Regions from separate parts of the Mustela erminea genome. Here region 1 is linked to region 2. Evidence: chromatin contacts called from public Hi-C data. All regions are on one chromosome and are shown on one strand. The core of a region is the stretch at or near the end of the contact, and the rest is flanking DNA. Distances in the headings are between cores, read along the strand shown.

The links. Hi-C and Micro-C count contacts between places; a contact is called where the count stands out from the background.
Region 1: a contact with region 2 is called in a Hi-C map of skeletal muscle, with 12 times the contacts expected there. The contact joins the promoter of MIDN here to the promoter of PTBP1 in region 2. A contact is called at or near these places in 2 of 3 Hi-C or Micro-C datasets (skeletal muscle and spleen).

What each region holds. Positions count from the first base shown.
Region 1 is chr1:664,855-667,960 of mMusErm1.Pri, forward strand. It overlaps MIDN (midnolin), which reads left to right and starts at 1,822. Exons shown (of 10, transcript XM_032304928.1): 1 at 1,822-1,935.
Region 2 is chr1:365,355-368,594 of mMusErm1.Pri, forward strand. It overlaps PTBP1 (polypyrimidine tract-binding protein 1), which reads left to right and starts at 1,314. Exons shown (of 14, transcript XM_032304381.1): 1 at 1,314-1,413. The coding sequence starts at 1,406. It also overlaps the pseudogene LOC116568751.

The sequences.
Region 1 (3,106 bases), core at 572-3,071, 300 kb after region 2:
CCTGTTCTGGGTTTTGGGGTTCATGGTCACGCTTTGGGAACTAGAACACCACGGACAGGTAAGGCAGCACTTTGAGTCAAGCTGCTGGACGGGCACCCACCCCAGCGGTCCTTCTAGTCATACCCCTGTTCCTGAGAGGGTTCAGCCTCTGGCCAGGGACAGCTCTGAACATAGTAAGATTCCTCAGCACAGAGCAGGCCTCCTGAGGGAGATGGGAGCCTTGGGGTGTTAGGGATGCCCACACCTGATGTGGGTCTGCAGGGACAGCCTAAGTTGCCCGGAGCCTTGTCCTGGACTGGAGACACCCAGGGTGGAGTGGGTCATACGACCAGGAACCGGAGGTCACTACCCTTCCCTCGAGAGCAGGCTCACACAAGGGCTTGTCCTCCTTGGAGGAAGGGGGTCCCCTTGGACTGTGTGTGTGCCCACACCCAGGGGCTGACTAGAGCACGGGATGCTTTAAACGGGAAAAAAAAGGCAGAAAGTGGATTGACTTGGTGTGTTTGTTAAGTTGGACCTGTAGAGCCAGGCTGGGGCCGTGGTCCCTTCCTGAGAGTACTGTCCCATTCCTAAATGTGCATGGACCCTCAGGGCCCCAGTTCTGGGAGGACCAGCTGCTCCCCTGGTGACCTGAAGGGCAAGGTCTCACCCCCTCCGCAGATCACACAGCCCTGTCTGCCGTGGCCGTAAGTCCCGGACCCAGCACCAAATGCTTGGCTTCAGGGGCACACAGCTCTCTCTGCCACCCCCCACGTTCCTCCAGCAGCGGGGCCCTCAGCGGTGGCCCCATAGCCGCCTCTCCAGGCTGCAGCACTTCTCCGTCCCAGCCCCCAGTGGCCCCCTCCCAAAGGTCTCCTGACTGGGGGGCTGGGAGCCTCTGGGTGCCGAGGTGCTGGTGAGGGTGGGAGGGGCAGGTTGAAGGCTGCAGGAGCTTTGGGTGGGAGCAGGATGGAGACCTGGAAAGGAACACAGCCCTGGGAGGGGTGCCCAGGACTAGGGTGGGGTGGGGGTGGTCAGGCCAGATACAGTGAGAAGCCAGATAAGTGGACAAGGGGCAGGGGAGCAGGAAGGCTGAGCACCCCACACCACTCAGGGTCGTCCTCAGTTGCCGAGCCAGAGCCCATGCCGGGAGAACGAGGACCGGCCGCGTTTCCACCTGCGGCTGTTTGCCGTCGGTTAACTGCTCTGTGGGGTGGGTGGGGCGATCCTGCCCACGCCGGGGCCCCAGAGTGAGCCGAGCTGGATTCTCCCCATCCGTCCGCCGCCGTGGGGAACCGCGGGAACGGGCTCGGAAAGGTCACGGCGCGCTGGGTGGTGACTAGCTGCACTAGGCTGGCCTGGCGCAGGTTAATCGCTCCGTAAATGCCTTCTGAGGTCACCGTTAAGGGATGCAGGAGGCCAGGCTGCTGGGGCAGCTGGCTGGGGCACCCCCACAACAGGCAGGTGACTCCAGCCTGTTTTCCTGGATCGTGGCCGCTGACTCAGGCACCCCCCCCCCTTGCGCTCCCCCACGCGGGCGCCCCCAGGCGGAAGCACCGGGCCTAGAGCGGTAGGAAAGGGGGCGGGGCGGGAGCCAACCTGTGCACCCCGAAATCCCGTCCTGGGGATCTGACCCAGCGACGCTGCCGTTCGTGACCTTAGGTTCAGCAGCAATTATGGAGCGACCCCCAATATACGAGGCGAGGCTTCGGGGTGGGTGGCCGAGAACCCAAGGCGCCCCAGGGCCCCGGCCGGCAGGCAGGGGCGGGGGCCCGCCTGCGTCACCGGCCGCCCGGCCCTCCGCCCCCTGCCCGCCCAAACTCCACCCCGAGGGAAGGCGGTGCGGATAAAGGCTTGGGGGCCGCCCGCTCGGCCCCAGACCTGCCCCGCCACCGCGCTGTGTGCCCGGACGTGGGTACACTCAGGACTGTTGAGACCTCGGAACGGCCGCGTCCGGTGAGTGCGGGTGGGATCTCGCCGGACTAGTAGGAGGGCCCCCACTCTAGGCTCTTAAAGGTGCCCCCACTTTTCTTTGTTTTCGGGGCAGGCAGGGCTCGGGGTGTCTCCAGCCCTGGCGAGCCCCTCGGGTCGTGGGATGGGAGGGGCTCGGCGCAAGCAGCACCGCCCAGGCAAGACCTCAGCCCCCGCCCCGCCTACCGGGCACTCTTCCTACCCCGCGAGTGACCTTGAGCAAGTTGCTGTGCAGCCTCAGTTTCTCCAGTTGTGCGGCCTGGCCTCCCGCCTTAGAGGCTCCAGACCCCTAGCGGAGGTTCCCACCTCGCCAGCAGTTCGTAGGCCTCTCTCCCGCCCCGGGGCAGCTGCTTCGCCCCCTCCCCAGGACCTCAGGCAGCGCTCCCGCACGGGGCCGGCAGGGGGCGCGCTGGCGCTGCTGACTCACCGCAGCCCCAAGCGGCGCGCGCGGGCGCAGCCGGGGACGCCGCGTCACGTCACGGCTCGGGCGGGCGCGACTAGGGAAGCGGGCCGGGCCCGCGGGACAGGGGTGGGACGCGAGGTGGTACCGGCGCGGCAGGGTGCGGGCGGGGGAGGGGGAGGGCCCTCCCGGCACCGGCCCACGTCACCGCGGTGCAGGCCTCGCCTGCAGCCCCGCTCCTCGCCGGGACCTCACGCCCCACGGATGGGGGACGCCTTGCGGCCGAACCTCCTGAGAGCCGCCCCGGCCCGAAGCGCAGGGATCGCCTCCCGCTTCCGCTCGCGGCGGCTTCCCGGACAGACGCGGGGGGTGGTACCCCGGCTTCCTGCCCCTCCCGGCGCGGGGATAGTGCCTGCCCCCGCGCCGCGCCGTCCGGGACCGGGACCCCGCGCCGCCGCTCCCCCACTCAACCGATCCCCCTCGGGCCGCCTGCCCTTTGTTGCGGGCCGTATGAATGGCCCCCGGCGCGGGCGGGTGGAGCGCGGGGGCGGGCCGGAGCGGCGCCAGCCCCGCCCCCGCCGAGCTCCCCTTGGCCGCCGGACCGGGGGCGGGGCGACGGGCGGGCCCGAGCGGCCACGTGGGGCAGCGCCACGGCGCTTCTCATTGGCCCGCCCGCGCGGCCGACTGGGCGTTCGGCGCGCGGAGATTGGCCGACTCAGGGCCGGCGGAGTAAGTAGTGAATGGGAGGGGGCGGCA
Region 2 (3,240 bases), core at 64-2,563:
TGGTTTTCAACACCATTCTGACGGTCTACACTCTCCAGTGCCAGCTGCGCTCCCCCCGCCCCCCCGGGCTGTGACACTGCCATGTCCCCTCGCTCCCCGCTGCTGTCCAGTGCCCAGGGAAGGAAGACCAGCAGCCGACTCCTGGTGGCGCCCACCGCGCGGCTCAAGGGGGAGACCTGGAGGGAGCAAATCCGCGGGAGCGTGTCAGAGACCCTCCTAAAGCCACGGAGACAGTCCTGATTAGCGGTTCTGGGGCTGGACGGCCTGTCCAGGGGCCACAGGCCGGGAGGCCTCCGCGCAGGTGTGTCGAGGCTCGGTGGCGCCGGGTCTGGTGCTCCTGCGAAGCCCGCCCGACGCAGGGCGCCCACCCAGGGCAGCAAAGGTCACTCCTCCCCGCTCTCCGGTCAGGCCCCGACTGGAAACCGCCTCCTCCGCACGGACGCACAGCGAAGGGCATCGGGGCGGTGGCCTCCGCGCCCGACGTCCACTCGGGGCGGTCTCCCGGGTCCGCGCGCAGCGGCCCGCGCGGACCGTCCTAGGGCCCTGCACGACCCTCCCTGCCGTCAGCGCTCTCGGGAACACGTTCAGGACGTTCCCGGGCCGCCGAGTGGAGACGCAGCCCGTCCTGCAGAGCCCAGGACGGCGGGACGGGGCTCTGCGCGCCCGGGGCGCAGCCCCCCAACGTGGGCAGGGCGGGAGGGCCGTCGGGGGCCATCCAGCACCACATCACGCTCTCGATATCGGAGACCAGCCGCGCAGACGGAGCCCTGGCTACTCTGAGACGGGCTAAGCGGCCTCCGCTTCCCCGCGTGCCAACCTAGGAGGAAGGGCTCGGTGCGAACCAGCCTTTTCAGCCACGTGCCCTAAAGCAAGATGGAGCCTCACAGGTTCCCTGCCCGACTCCAAGATGGCAACCCACACCCTCCCCGTGGACGGCCCCTGCCCATTTGCAAGATGGCGGCAGCCTGGGGGAAAGCGCGCTGCCCGCCGCCTGACTCGCCACGTACCCACTCTCAAGATGGCTTCTCTCGCAAAGCCCCACGCAGGAGAGCCGCTCACTCACTGGCTCAGCCTCCGTGATATGATCCCGCCTTCTCTCCCCTCCCCCGTCTCCACGGGTCGTTTCCGCTTCGAGCCCTGACGGACGGCCGCCTTCCCCAATGGCCGCCTGCCATTCCTCTTGGCTCCACCCCCCCCGACAGCCTCCGAGCCATAGGGAGGCGCTGGCAGGGACCCGTGGTGCCCGCCCCGCCCCCTCCCCGTGGCGGGAGCCAATGGGCAAAGCGCGCGGGGGACGTGTTCGGGCGTCTCCGCCATTTTGTGAGTCTATAACTCGGAGCCGTTGGGTCGGTTCCTGCTATTCCGGCGCCTCCACTCCGTCCCCTGCGGGTCTCCTCCGTGTGCAATGGACGGGTAAGTATTGTCTCTCCGCGCTCCCCGACGGCCCCCTCGCGCTCCATCCCTCCCCTCGCCGCCGCCCGGGCATCTTCGGGGCCGCGGGCCGCGCGTCGCTCCGCCTCCGCCCGGGTTCTCGGGCGCCCCCGGGGTTCCTCCTCTCCCTGGGCCTGGGGCGCGGCCGCAGGGGAGGTTGCCGGGGGCCGCCAGGCGGGCAGCGCCCCCTGGGCGGGAGGGGGTGGGCCGGGCCCGAGTCCTGCCCGTTTCCGGCCCCCGCGTACCTCGGCCCGAACGCACGCGGCGGCCGCGCGGCCCTTCCCGCTTCCCGTCCGTGCCCCGCGCGCACGCGCCAGCCTACGCGCGCCCTGTGAGGGCCTTCCCGCTCCCCGTACCCCCTTCGCGCGCCCGGTGTGGCCCTTTCCGCTCCCCGTCGAGCCTCCGCGCTTGCGTGCGCAGCTCTCCGCGTCCCCCCTCCCCCCCGTTGGGCTTTGCGCGTGCGCGGTCTTTCCCGCCGCGCGGACTCTGTCCTGGGCCTCCCCCGCCCGCCGGGGGCCCGGGCGCGGCCGGGAGACGCCGCCCTCCTGCCCGGAAGGGTGCGGGCCCTCCTCCGCCTTCTCCGGCCGCCGGGCCCCTCCCCGTCTTCCCACAAAGGATGGCCGCGCGCCCGGCCCCCCCACCCCCCCTTTGTTCCTGCCCGCGGGGGGCGCTCCGGGCCGGCCGTTCCCCGCGGGCGGAGCCCCCGGCGGCGGGGCAGCCGCTCGGGCCGGGGCCGTGGTGGCGGTGGCTCGTCGCAGGTCCTGGGACGCGGGGCCGACGTGCCTGTGTCGGAGGGCACTGGGTGTTGGGGCGCTGCCGGTCCGGGGGGAGGGGTGGGCGCTCGCGTGGACCGGGCGCCTCGTCGTTTCCCCGCGGGGCGGGGCGGGGGCCGCGGCTTCCGGAGCCGGAGGGTCCCGCGGGCGGCGCGGCCTCGCCTCTCCGGATCCCGAGCGTCGAGCGCGCCCTCCTTCCGCCCCTGGGCTGACCCTCGGGCGGGGCGCGCGACGCCTGCAGGGTCACGTGTGCCGGGGCCTGGGGTTTGAAATGATCGGTTTCGGGCCGACTCGCATCCGGGCCTCGAGCGGGAGGAGCGCGGGCTGCTCGCGGGGCGCCGGCCGCACGGTCTCGGCCGTGCCGCGGCCTTGCCCAGGGAGGGCCCCCCGACCGCCGCAGAGAGGCCGTGTCTTGGGAGACCTGCGCGCGAGGCCCGGCCGGGGAGTGGAAGCCGGAGCCGCTCCGGATCAGCGCGCGGAGCTGCGTGCTTTTCATTCTTTGCGGTTTTCTGGGAAGCTGCTTTTTGGCTCAGGAAGGCTTTTTAAAAGTCAGTTGATTACCGGTGCGTGGGAGGTTTTCCGTGTGCCCTTTGGTAGCGGGAGGTAAAGGCCCTGCTGTGAGGGACCCCAAACGGGTGAGAAAGGGCAGGTGAGGGGTGTGGACCCCATGACCACAGCGGTGTTTTGAGTCCTGCAAGCTTGGTTCCCCGAGGGCAGGAGGGCAGGAACCAGGAGGTCTCCGAACCCAAGAGGGAAATAGCACAGGAACTGGCATTTGTCCAGGCCGGGGGCGCAGGGGGCTGCCCCAGGGCCCCTGCCAGGTCTGAGTCTGCGACAGCCTTTCCCTGGCCCGGCTGGGGGCCGTCGTGACGACAGGGTGGGTTTGTCCGGGGCCTCCAGGCCTTGGCACACGGTTGGATAAACCCCTTCCTGGAACGATGCCCGTGGGTCGGCGAGGACCTGGTCCGTTTGTAGGTGCCACAGCAGTGCCCTCGGATGTGCTGAGAGCGGAGGCGGGCAGGGCTGTGGGAGCCTC